Linked DNA regions of Gossypium arboreum: region 2 is linked to region 1. A link is a contact called in public Hi-C data. All regions are on one chromosome and are shown on one strand. The core of a region is the stretch at or near the end of the contact, and the rest is flanking DNA. Distances in the headings are between cores, read along the strand shown.

Region 1 (6,666 bases), core at 2,889-5,388:
CAGCTCCACTGTGTCCCTAAATATAACGGTCCCTTCCGGCCTCAGAATCCGATCCATATCCAGCAAGATGTAAGTGATGTCACACCTTCAATGAAAAATATATAACATCAGTTCAACCACAATTACGAATTACGTGCTCATGATTGAGAATACCACCTCTCATAACATTACCTGTTCTGGTATAAAGTAAACAAGCCACTAGCATGGATGAGATCATATGTTCTTGGATATGTTGAGAATGCCTCACACCAGTCCTGGTAGGTACCAATTAAACCTCGCTCATAAATAACTCCCAAAGTGTCATGATTTGAATTTATAGGGACCACGTTCATGACCCAAACTGGATAATTTAACATAGCTGTTGCAAATCCCCCAATGTAAGCATTCATGTCCATAATATTCCGATATCGTCCAGTGGGAAGTGGACTAATGATTCGTTTGTAATGTGCTACTCTTTCCTTCCAAAGTTTATTATCCTCTTCGAATCTCTCAGCTGTGATGCCTGGTGTTGAGCCACTCCTAATTCTAGGAGGAACAGCGGATGCTCGCTCTGGCCATTTTTCCATTGCCCCACCAGCAACATCATCTGAGCTGCTTACTTCAGGAAGTGGAGTTACACAAGCTTCCAAATTCCGGTACCTTTTTAGCACAAATGACAAAAGGAAAATGAGACCACAGTGGACAATATGAATAACAGAGTATGTATCAAGGAGGAAACAAGAACATGAAGGACACCAATGAGAGTACCAAGCTGTGTCTGGATCATCTGACTCGCACATGTGCGGTGCTTTCAAGAGCTTCTTACTTCTGAGACACTCAACATGGTTAATGGGCTTTTGCCAAACCGATAGATCATTCTTTTCAATCACTTTCTTCCAGCATAGGCTTTTGGCAACATCTTCAATAGCATCTTGCTCTTGTTTTAAGTCCTCCCGTGTCCTTTCCCAGCCTCTCCAGAACTTCTTCCAGTGAATAGGGGGACCGGAAAGAACCCAATAACCACCAGGCCGTAGAATCCGGTCCACTTCAGCGAGGTACAAACCATCTATACCAATTAAATGAAACCATTAGCTTAACACAACTTTTAAACCTACAAAGCAAGGAGATAGAGGGTAGTAAAACGGTCATTGCACCTTCCTAACAGAGTTAATCTCATTTTTGAAAAAAGACGTGCAGATCCCTTACCATATTTTTGCCAAGGGATCAAGCAGCGAGAACAATGAGCCAAGTCAAAAGCCCTAGCGGGGTATGGAAGCCTCTGTGACCCCATAATTCCAATCATTGCTGGAACTCCACGTTCCAGCGCAAACTGGACCTGTGCTTCGTGCGTATCTCTTGGAGCAAAAGACATTGTCAAGATATTCCTATTCAAGAGGTAAGCACCAAAACTTGCAACCTAACACCAGAGTAAAGAAGAAAATAATTACTAGCAATTGAAGTACCAGTTAATAACATAGACTGAAAGTGGATATGGACTTCGTAATAGAACAGGAGTCGAAAGCAATTGATGATTGTAAAAGATTTATAGCCCAAAATAGACAGCAACAAATTACGAAGCATGGGAAAAGATGCAAGTAAATTGAAAAGGATATTCGTTACTTACCCCACAGCCAGTATCAATTGCTGTTCTAATAGTTCCATCGGTAAGAGGAATGAGCCTGCCAATATCATCGATATATGCATCAGCTCCCCGAGGGAACATGGTACCTCCCCCAGGGAATCTAAAACGATTACCCTCTAATTGAATCCAATTCTGAATAGCCTTCTCAATGCTGAGTTCTCTGTGGGGGATATTGCTGTACCAGGCATAATCTCGGCTCTGAGGCCACTTGAAAGGGGTCTTATATTGTGGAGGAGCAGGTATAAGACAACGGAGAAGTTCTTCCTTCGCGGGACAATGCCGCTCTCTGTATTTCAACATGTTACGATCGAATTTCCTTCCTCTCACTTTATCTTGACAGGGGGTGTACTCACTGAATGACATATCACATGATGGGAACTGATTGACTGTTTTAGAACTGTTAAGCACAACTTGATGATGGCTTGCAAAGTCCAAGTTGGTTGATGATGGATGACCAACTGCGGCATTGCCGTTGTCGGATGTAGTAACATGACTATCACAGCCACCTTTATTGTATGCACTAAATTGAGTAGTGGTGGGGGTAGAAGAACGCTGCCAAGCTCCCAACATATAAAACAATATGCAGAGGAAACTAACCCCTAGAATCCAAGTGAGGCGGTTCCTCTGCACTTCGAGTCGATGATGATGCTTTGGTGATCCACTGTACTCTTTGGCCATCAGGATCAAAGGCAATTATCTCATCACAATCTGATATACAACAAAGCAAATGTGAAGAGGAAAACATTAGAATTGAAACATTGCAGCAGAACTGAAAACTAATCTTAACTTCTCTTGCACATAAAAGTTGAAAGACAACACAAGTAATTGCAAGGTGGGATTCTAAGAATGCATTGCAATATTCAATTATTTCTATATAAGAAAAAACAAGAACGTCAATTTGACAAAAAATATGGGCACATTGTGTCCAAAGAAATAAGGAAACAAGTGATTCATTCATAAGTAAACTACAGATATAATTGCAGCATTCTTGCAGGTAAAAGCAAAGATTCATAAACTAGATTGAATAGAACATAGTTAAGTAAAGATTCTAAAGCCAAGCTAATTAACAGGAATTAGGAGAAGAAACAGAAGAAACAAAGGAAAGAATAAGACTGAAGCTTCTTAAGAGAAAACCAAGCCCCAATATTTTCATTTGTACCAAAAATAGAACTTGAGAAAGAAATGAAGTTAAAAGCAAGCATCTCAAAGCCCTTAGAAAACGGTTAATCAGAACATATCTAATAGCCCCAAGTGCCCAACAGAACACAACATCAAACCCAAAGCAAGAAAAAAGAAAAAAGAAAAAAAGAAAATCAAGGAGAAAAGGAGTCTTTTTAGAAACTAGCAAACTTGTTAAAGGAAAGAGAACTTAGCAGAACCTTGAATCTGTGGTTATCTCTTTCATTTTTCACAACTTTGGACTATTTTCAGCATGAACCACACATGGCAGCAGCAAAAAACAGTTTTGTTCCTTTTATTTTGAGGAAAAAAAAATGAGAACTTTCGTACCTAAAAAAGAAAAAGAAAAAGAAAAAAAAAGAAAGTACCTGAAGAAGGTAAACTTGTTCTTCCCTGAGACTTTCAGCAACTCAAAAATCCAAATATGTTGGTTCCTGTAAAAGAAAGGGGTGCAGTGCACTGAACTTTGTTTAAATGGGGCTATACATATAAATACATAAATAAATATGAAAAAAAAAAGGGAAAGGAAATAAACTAAGAAGAAAGAAGACCAATGAAGTAGATAAGAAAAAGCAGTCCACATTGGTGCATCAAAAAGAAGAATATAATAATAAGTTACCAACAAAAATAAGATATAAAACCTCCCTCACTTACAGGACTTAGAATTCCATTGTTTTTCCTTTGGAAATAAAAAGAATATTACTGAAAAATAAGAAGAAGACTGGATAACATGTCTTAACGTACTTCCCTAAACCTTGTGGTGGATGAGTTTTCTTTGTTCATAAAAAAAAAAAGGACAGATATTTTAAACCAAAAATGAAGTTAAAGACAGAAAGGAAGAGAGAGATGAGAGATCTAACTTTTAAAAGGACAAAAAAGGGAAGTAGAAGATTTTTGAGCTAGCAGCAGCTCTCATTTCCATTTCTTGACATCTGCAGTTCACTTGCCATATTCATTTGTCCACAAATTTCAACATAAAATAAGAAAAATGAAGAAACCCTTTGGTTTTGGAAAAAATATATAGTGAAGTGGGGTAAGGGATTTGTTTTTGTTCTTCAACTTCACAAGAAAAAAAAAAGACCCCACCAAACATACACAAACTGTAATCAAGCATGGAACTTTTTTGCTGGACCCTTTTGACAAATATTAAAAGAAAACATGTTGATTGATGATTACACTCGTCTACGTAAAGAACTAAAGATGATTTCGTCCATATACATAAATAAAATCAGCCCATTTCACCAAAAGAAATTTGGATATTCCATATTATTCGTATGATGAACTAATAAAAATCAGAAAGATCCCTTTGATAATTTATCTTTTGATCATATATATCTATAAATTTTTCACATATTATTGTTTTAATTTTTTTTTTAAAATGTGTCATAATCGTGGAAAAGAACAAAGGAGGTTGGTAGGCAGGGCGTAGTGGGCAGGTGGAGCCCTGATTTTTTTGATAGGGGAGATGGGGGAGGGTCAGTAGATACCGTACGTTGTTGTTTAGGCTCTTGTATATATAACACTAATTAGTAGTAATGATTCTGCTGTTGTAAAAGGCTCAAACCCTTTGCCATTTAGCATAATGGCATTGAGATTGCTGCTTACCTTATTTCTCTTTTAATCTACAGTATGCTTTCGTGATTTTTGTCTCTCAATGCACACACTCCCATGTATACAGGGAAACAAAAGGTATCCAATGACTTGCTTTTGTCTTAAAATTGAGATCATCTAAATAACCCTAATCCTAATCCAAATAACAAAGCATTGTAGCTGTTTGATATGGCCTTTTTCTCCGTTGGACCCCATCAGCAATTTACTGGACTCATTGTTCCCCTTCCCCATTCCTAGCCACTACAACTCATTGTTCATTATTAACCTTGGTCATTTCCATCAACAGTTGCACACTGAATTCAGGGCCTTAGATTATTAGGCTCTGATGCATGCATCAGAAATAAATTACTCTGATCAGAGTCAGAGACCCTTTGACTATTGTGTGCAGTTTATTCAATAAATTTATGTAATCCCATTTCATGATTTGTGGGAAGGGGGTTTCCAAATTCCATTGAAGGAATCCAAAATTTAGCCAATGGTTGATTATGGAATTATAAGAAATACAATTGGCCGGTATCTTGGAATTGAGTGAAATTGCATTTTGTGTTTTTATTAAAAATGATAAATTAATTTATAAGTTAGCAAAAATTATTTTTTATATTAAAAATGTTATCTATTTTTATACCTTAGCATAAGGTATTTGTGATATGTGACATGTAAATATTTAATTATTTTATCAATTATACTAATTTTAAGAGTAAAATAAATAAAAATTCTAATAAAAGAATTAAATTACTATTTAATCTAATATATCATAGTTAATTTGTCCAATTATTTTTAGTAGAAAAGTAAATTTTAATCCAACTTTTTAGTATAAAATTTTCCTTAATACTTTTACTTCAAGGCTCTTGAATTTTCTGAGAAATTTATCAGCTCTTCCTTTTGGTCGCCACCACTTTGAATTTCAGACTGAGTATTTGATTCCCACGGTGATAAGTTTAATAGCATCTTAAACCATTCCTCCACAAAGTATGCTTTCCAAGAGAATAAGCCATTTAAGAATAAATTGGGCAGTATTTGTTTTTGAACAAGTCATATTCTTCTCAGTTAAATTTGCGCATATATATATATACACACAAACATATGTTGACCACCCATGATAGTTGGTCCTGACAGGATTTCTAAATAATAATAAAAAATGCTCCCCTGTACTCATCCATAACATTTGTAAATGTCAAAGAAATGTTGGGTAAGGCTTACTTTGACAAGAAAAATCTATTTCCAGAAACTAGAAGAGGGGGAAAAAGTTAACGATAGACATGGCTTTTTCTCTAAAAATGAGCCTTTTCTAATTCGTCATGAAACTTCAGTCTCACTGGAATTATTGGCTATGCAAATCCCTTATTTCACTTAATTTAACACCATTATCATCCATCGACCTGGAGGAAAAAGTAATGTCTATATGCCAACACTACAGATATAAGGTGGGGTTAATTGCTAACATCGAGACTATCAAGAATGTAGCGTTGGATACAACTCCCATTAAAACTTTAAAAAAGTTACATCGAGTACTTTGTTAGTAGTAATGAGTATTTTGTTAGTAATATGTTAATAAATTTCAACTATTTTTTCAAATAAAACACAAATTTTATTAATTTTATATTTTTAACGATATTTTCTATAAAAAATATTTTTAGTGATGTTTATTAATATTAAAAAGTTAGTTTATTGTCAATAAATAGTATGTAATTTAACTTATCTGTTTCTAAATAATACTAATTCATATATTTTGAATAAAAAATAAAATATTTATCTCAAAATTTTTATATGATTAAATTTCAAAATAATTTTAAATATTTAATATGTAATTAATAGTATTTAAAATAAATTTAAATTTAAATTAATATTATGATTCAATTGTTAGAAAATAATGAAATAAATAAATAAAAATTAGAAAATTTTGTCTCAAAAGTAAAATTTTACCCCCTTTTATACAATCCCAGATTACTACCTTTTATACAATCCCAGAGCTTAGACACATGTCAGCATAATAAGTTATCAGAATCTGCTTTTCTACCTCCTGTCACCAAGTCCTTCTTTTACCCAGTTGTCTTCCCATGAAAAGACTACTTGCTCTTCCTTAAGAGTGGCCTTGATCACTCGCTTCCATGACAAGGCCACTAGCTCAATGCGTTACCTCATCAGACACTTGTTTTTTAAGTGCAAAGCACTTAACCAAGTATGAACACTCATCTAATGATGAGTGAGCTCTACCAGGGAATAACAATAACCTGTACTATCTAATACCATTACAT
Region 2 (7,321 bases), core at 1,597-4,096, 400 kb after region 1:
TTTAGCCTTGATACTAATACGTACCAATATCAACATATTTCGATGAACCGCTTTAGGTTTATCAATGTTTTTAAATATTTTTCACATATATATTTATAGTCTTATTTTAGTTTCTTAATAAACAATATATTATTTTGGTAAAATAAATAAATTATATATTACATATACATACAAATATATCTTAATCACATACATATAAATATATTTATATGTAAATATATGTTTTAAAATTAATAATTAGGTTCAATAATTTTATTTACTAACTATAATTGTAGAAAAATTAAAATGGTTAGGAATAAAATTTAAAAGTTGGTTTAAAATATCAAAATATTGTACCAACCAGTACAAGTTGGTACAAGTCAATATTGATTGAAACACATCAAAAATTTAACCAAAACATAACATATAAAACTTGGCTCGGTTTAAGATCGGAATGGTACGTATTATTTGGTACGGTACCGACTACCATGGTTTGAAGGCTTAGAGTAAGTTAAAAATGGCTAAACTACTTTTGTAGTTAACCAACTATGAAAATTTACAATTGTCATTCAACTGTTAGTAATTTTCTATTTTTGTTACCCAACTATAAAAAATTACAAAATGATTATTCAAATATTCAATTGTCTTTTTTTTTTATATTGGATTTTTAGATATTTTTATTTCTACGTAGGTCTATCTTGGATTTTTGGGTAATTTTATTTCTACATAGGTCAACTGATGACCATAAAAGACAAAAATTAAATAGTTAGATAATTATTTTATAACTTTTATAGTTAAATGACAAAATAAATAAATCTATTAATAGTCAAATGATTATTTTATAACTTTTAAAATTAATTATAAAAAGAAAAAAACTATAATCGGTTAACCTCTACCATAGTATACCCATTGAAAATATATAAAAATTATTTAATAACTCTTCTGAATATTTAATACCAACTGTTCCCTCCATGATTAGTTGAGTGATGGCTTTAGAATCAGTAGCCTGTCTCCCCCTCTCCTTGGGCTGCTTTTTTTTTTTTTATCTTTTGTCATCCTTTTTCAGCCATGGGTTGGTGTGACTGCCGACGCACCGCTTCTCACCTGACCCTCCTCCCACTTTCTACAGGACACCAGTTTCTACTGGTGACAGTGCTACCGACGCTCGATTTCTTCTTGATATGTTTGTTTGCTCTTTCGACCCCTTATTTTATCTTGCATGCGAATGAAACTTCTTATTTGAAAATATAAGGTTAAAATTGTCAAATTATCATATTTGAACTTTAAATATTACAAGTAAGGCTTCTTAAAAAAATATTTGTTTATGGTAGCATTCTTTTTCAGAATATATCCTAAAATGCTTAAATATATCGTATCTTATCTTATTTTCAATAATTTGGATGATAATCAAGTCTTTAAACCAAAGGCTTTCATGCCTTCTTAAATTGCAGCAAAAGGGTTGCCGAAAAATTGCATTCCAAGTCATTGATGAAAGGAGCTCAATGTCGCAAAACATAAAGATGAAACAAATATAAGATAACATCCTTATAATCTAAAGTCTGAAAACCAAAGCAGAGCATTATAACACTATGAAACAAGAGATACCGTACCAATCATTCTTCTTCAGCGATCCTGCCCTTCTCGCTAACATAGATACCATCAAGGAACTTTCTAATATCCTTGTTCTTCACATGGCATTTCTGTTCCAATCAAAATTCACATTCATCAAGATAAATACCAAATATCAATCATCTCCAGCTTCAATCTCAGTGTTTAAAAGGGATCGACAGAGGGCCTACCTGGTTTATCAAAGCTGCCGAGCGTGACACAAGTTCGATATCGTTACCATCCAACACGATCTCGTCTTTAACCTTCTCTGATCGAACAATGGATACCCCTTCCAACATATCCACCTTTCGCACCTAATGTTCACCGGTGCAAACGTTAACATAATGTCATTGGAATACAAGGAACTTATCAAACTCTTGAACATGTTTCATATTTGGTTACTTGAACCCTAAAACATGAACAATTTGGTTCAAGATGTAAAAACAATGCCTGCCCATTTCTCTACATCAGTCAATGCAACCAGAACTCCAGAAAATATAAGAATTTTAGGTTGTCAAGTCCTAAGGGTGTTGACATTAAACAAACAAAATATATGAATCAACGTATGCTCTTAATGTAGCATTTCAACAGCATCGTACGCTTGAATAGGCCAAAAAGAAAATGAAACAAAAAAAAGCCCTAATATATGATAAAAACAATAATAAATGCCTTATTCAAACAAAAAAAAACAAATAAAGGGAATTAAATCAACAGTGTCAATGTGATTTCGATTCAATAAGAGATTAAAAGAACGGAGAGAGAGAGAGAGAGAGAGAGAGAGAGAGAAGACCTTCTTCTCGCCAAGGAAATTACGGATCTCGATGGACTTGTTGCCGTTAGTGATGGAGGCGTTGATGGGAAAATGAGCATAAACAAACCTCATCTTGTAACGGTAGCCCTTGGTGACGCCGGTGATGAGATTCTCAACGTGGCTGAGAGTAGTACGGATGGCGGCGCTAGTCTTTCTAGAGCCAAACCAAGCCTCGATCCTGAGCTTGCGTTTGCCGCTCTCCTCGTCCTTGATGAGATGAAAATCGAGGTTGAGGTGCTTGAAGTTACGGATGAGCTTACCCCTGGGACCTTCAACCTCGATCATCTTGGCCTTCACCTTAATATCAACCCCATCAGGGATGTCCATTGTCTCTGAAGAAAGAATGGTCTTCATTTTGCTTGCCTTCTGCTTCCTTCCTCGGTGCGGCTTCGATGGAGGGACTAAGTAGAGTGTAAAAACCCTATAACTTAAAGGCTGTAATGTTATATAATTTATTAGTATAAGGATTCAGTTTTGGGCCGGCTTTAGGGTTAAGAGCAGAAAATAGAGGAGAAAAATAGATTGCTGTGAGAGTCCGGCCCAATTAAAAAGCTTATTTTTCGAGATAATAAGCAATAAATTGAATTAATGTAAACTTGTGTATTTATCAAAAGTTAATTAATTCACCTTACTTTATTGTTAGTTGCTCTTTTTTTTTAATCAACAAATTGTCTAAACCAAAATTTACTATTCTATTAATCTCAATAACAAGTAATAACTATTTAAGAATTTCTTCAAACACTTGCATATTTGTACTCCTTTTTGTAGTTATTTGCTTATTTTAATTATATGTAATTTATTATTTCATTTTATTAAATTTTTAATTATGAATAATGACTAATCGATTGAATCTTAATTCGATTGTAATGAATATTATTGTCTATACAAGAGGACATGTGTTTGAGTGTACTAAAACGGAATATTATCTTGTTTATGGATTAGGGAGGAACTATAAGTAATTTTAAGTATTGTGTTAAGTAGATTTGATCAGAACCTATAATGAGATTATTTAAAAATAATAATAATAATTGTGAATAATGACCAAAATGTATAATAATTTAAGTGTGCAAGGGATAATTTGGCCCGTGCAATTTTCATGTAATTAGTAGCCTTAGAGTAGCTAAAGGCTATCTTTTCCAACCTTACCCAATGTGTAGACAGGGGAAGGCGATAGCCAATGGTGAAATTTTCTTATGATGCGTTCAAAATTTTAATAATTACAAATTAGTATAATAATAAATTTTCTCTTCACTTCCTCTCTCCTAAAAAAATTATGATTTATCTTTGTCCCAAAGTAATTTTCTAGTTTTGCCCTTGGTCTTACCGTTATTCACTTGTTCTGAAAAAAAAAAAAAAAAAACTCATTTTTTCATTTTTTTTTTTTTTTGTTACCTCTTCTTATTTAAGCATTAGACAACATTTCAAAGCATAAACTTCCTTGTGGATTTCTTTTTGCCTTATAGGTTTCTTTGCGCATCCAACCTAAGATATAATATATGCCTAGCCTCTTTCTAAAGAAAATATTATTTGGCACATGCAAAGAGCCTAATAATTATTGAGTGTGTCTTAAAGTACTATTTAAATTTATTGTCATTTGAAGCTGCAGGTGTGCAGTTGTTGTTAAGTTATAATACAATAGATACTTGGATGAAAGTATTCTAATAATCAAATCCAAAAGAAAATAATTTACTTCAAATTTAGGTTTTGAATACTTATAATTATTAACCTAAATTACTAATCTAATTAAATTCATGATTATGAACAGACCGACTTAAAGGAATTTTATTCTAATTACTAAAAAACAAAGCAAAATTGTTTAAACTACTGAACTAAAACAATCTCAATTAAAAACTTTCCTCTCAAGTGTAAAATGTAGTGGTTGATTAGTTTAATTAGAAACTAATGATTAGGCTTAGTCAAATTGATCAGGAATTATCCATTGTTAACTTTAGATACTCACGATCTCTCGACTCACCTCGGATTCTAAAATTCGCCACCAAACCTCAACTCTTGCATATTAGCCAATTGCTTATAGGGTCTCTCAACTCCTAGTAGTTAACAAGTTCGATTGATCTAGTATATTAAAGCCAGATTTCTCATTTGGAAGATTGACATGTTTGTCCGGTTGCATAGGTTCAACAACTTGGACAGGTTCAGTAGCTTTGGGCGATTGGGCAGCTTGAGTGGCTCAGCCACAAGGCAGTGGATACTTCGCCTGTCAGGTTGGACGACTTCGTCAGGTTCAACACACGCTTGCATATTCCTCTTCCAACGACTTAATAATACCCATTTTTCAGAAGTTGATGATGCTCTCCTGACTAATATAAATGTGGTTCATCGTGGGCCTTAAACCAATTGTAATAAGGTTAAATGGTGCAAAATTACCATTATTGATCAAAGCACAATTGGTTGGATGTTAACATTCTCATCAGGAATAATTATCTAATTGCACTCTTTCTTAAAATGCAAATAAAAAATAAGATAGGTATTGAAGTTGGTTAGATCTAATAGAATTTCTTTGATTATGCAAATAAAATATAATCACTTTGATTCTAATAAATGACGGATAAGCATATAAGTAGTGTGCACATGTTAAAAACTTGGTTATGCATACTTACATCCACTAGTAGTATGCCAGAAATCTTTGGATCTTGGTACATCCAACAAAGCTACAAAAAATTAATTAATATAATGTAATATAATTCTTCGAATAAGTTATATGGTCACAATTATTAATTCTCTTAATTTTTTTAGATATAAACATTTATATTGTCATATATTTTATAGCATTTGCTTATGTTTTTCTTTTTAATAAGAATAAAAGTTGAATAAAAGAGATACGTGTTATTTGGTATCATACGTACAATTATAAAATTATAAGGTAATCATTTATTCATTATTTTTTTTATTTTGATGACTTACATAGCTTTTTATAAATATATCAAATTCTTTAATCTCCTTTGATCTCCATTTATATGATTGATTGAGAATTAATTTAATGGGAGATAAATAATGAATTGTTTTATTAATTTTTTTTTTTAGATTTTATTAACTAGAGTATGTAAACTCTAGCATGTGAAAGAATCTCATCTTGAGTTACATGTTGTGGACTACGTTGAAGCGCCTCCTATACCAAGTAAATTTTTAATCGATTTCCTATCGTAATTAGGCGCCAATTACTCGAACTAGCTTGTGAAAACCCTAAACCTAGCTGGTTTTTTTTTTTTTTTTTTAGATCGAACCTGATTGCAGGATAGACAAATGAAGAAATCCTACCTTGATAGAAATGAAGAAAAAATTGTTGTAGGAGAACCCCACAATTACTCGAATCTATATTTGTTTCGATAATCATAAATTTATGGAACCATTAAATAAAAGAATGTAATTGTTTAAACTATAAATAATTTATTTTGATAGGAAAACGATAAATTGAATTTAGGGTTCATTTATTTACATGTAAAATATTTTATGGAAAATGCTTTCTGCATTTTTCTGTATTTGTTTCATAGAAAACAGCTTGGTCAACGGAAAATGACTTATAGGTCAAGATAAAATAAGCTATTTTTCCTGTAAAATGATTTGTCATTTTGAAAAAAGTAAGTTATTTTCCGGAAAAGATTTTCTCTATAGATAATTTTATTTTTATATAAAATTAACTTAAATCAAACTTAATATTATTATATTGATAATAAATTTTATTTTTTAAAATATTTAAAATATTATATTTTTAATATTATTAAACATACATATTTAATTATTTATATTTAGTCATATAATAAATATAAATTATTATTTTAATAAATTATTTAATATTTTAATTTTATTTTAATAATAAATTTTAAATAATATTATTCACATATTATTGAAAATATTTAATTTTAATATTTTAATAATATATATTTATTACAATTATAAATATATTAATAATAAATGTTTTGTAGTATAAAAGTTAAAATATGTCATAAGTTTATGTACACTTCATAGATTTATAATTTTTCTTTATACTTTTATTTTCAAGAATTTAGTCCCTTTACTTTTCAAATTTGAAAATCAAGTCCAATTATTCACATCGTTAATTTTTTTGTCAATTTTGTTGTTGTCACATTTTTAAATAAAAATACTCACTTAGTACTCATGTAATTAAAAATGACGTTGTAATGAATTTGAATTTAACATAATATTTTTAATATATGCAAAAACAATATAAAATATAAAATTATAAATAAAAATAAATTCAATTAAACAATAAAAAATAAGAATATCTCAAATGTGAGTTTGTTTCGTTGAAAACAATTTTTATAAAATATTTTTAAGAAATCTACCAAACAACATAAATATTTTGCACAGATTCATCTAAACACTAGAAAATATTAACTTTTCCAGAAAAATAAATTATTTTCTAAAAATCATTTTCAATTAAACAAATGAAGCCTTAATTAAAACTTAATGTTTTAAAATTAATTGAGAATTATTCCCGTTATATTTATTTTTGAACCATAAATAATTTATACGACACAAATAAGATGCAATTTTTGATTGAATTTGTCTAATAATAAGCAAACAAGTAAAAGCACTAACAACTCGGCGGTAATATATCGAATGAGTTTGAGAAAAATAATGAATGTTGATTTAATTAAATGATTAACTGGAAATCAAATTATCTACTAAAGTTGAATACAAGCCCCAACAACATTCTTAAGTGTTTTTGGTTTTTTAATCTCCAGATTACGGATTTCTTTGTACTAAAAAATAAATAAAAGCAAGAAAGAGAAAAGGCAACAATTCATGCATTTACGACAATTTGGCAATTTTTGTACAATTCAAAACCACCCATCGTGAGGACACAAAACACAAGGAACAGCACAACTCCTTTCAACGCTTAGCATCAAGGAAACACTGTCCCTATCTTCTTAAAACTCAGGT

The links. A called contact is a pair of places that touch in the nucleus more often than the background predicts.
Region 2: a Hi-C map of leaf shows a contact between it and region 1, with 6 times the contacts expected there. The contact joins the promoter of LOC108461427 here to the promoter of LOC108473474 in region 1. A contact is called at or near these places in 3 of 5 Hi-C or Micro-C datasets (all in leaf).

What each region holds. Positions count from the first base shown.
Region 1 is chr1:27,505,071-27,511,736 of ASM2569848v2, forward strand. It overlaps LOC108473474 (probable methyltransferase PMT18), which reads right to left and starts at 4,139. Exons shown (of 7, transcript XM_017775047.2): 1 at 3,661-4,139; 2 at 3,169-3,234; 3 at 1,604-2,329; 4 at 1,186-1,396; 5 at 748-1,045; 6 at 172-639; 7 at 1-85. The coding sequence starts at 2,299.
Region 2 is chr1:27,904,800-27,912,120 of ASM2569848v2, forward strand. LOC108461427 (60S ribosomal protein L9-like) reads right to left here and starts at 2,847. Exons shown (of 3, transcript XM_017761269.2): 1 at 2,378-2,847; 2 at 1,779-1,901; 3 at 1,439-1,679. The coding sequence starts at 2,752. The coding sequence ends at 1,593. LOC108464102 (nuclear pore complex protein NUP98A-like) reads right to left here. Exons shown (of 14, transcript XM_053028039.1): 14 at 7,003-7,321. The coding sequence ends at 7,321.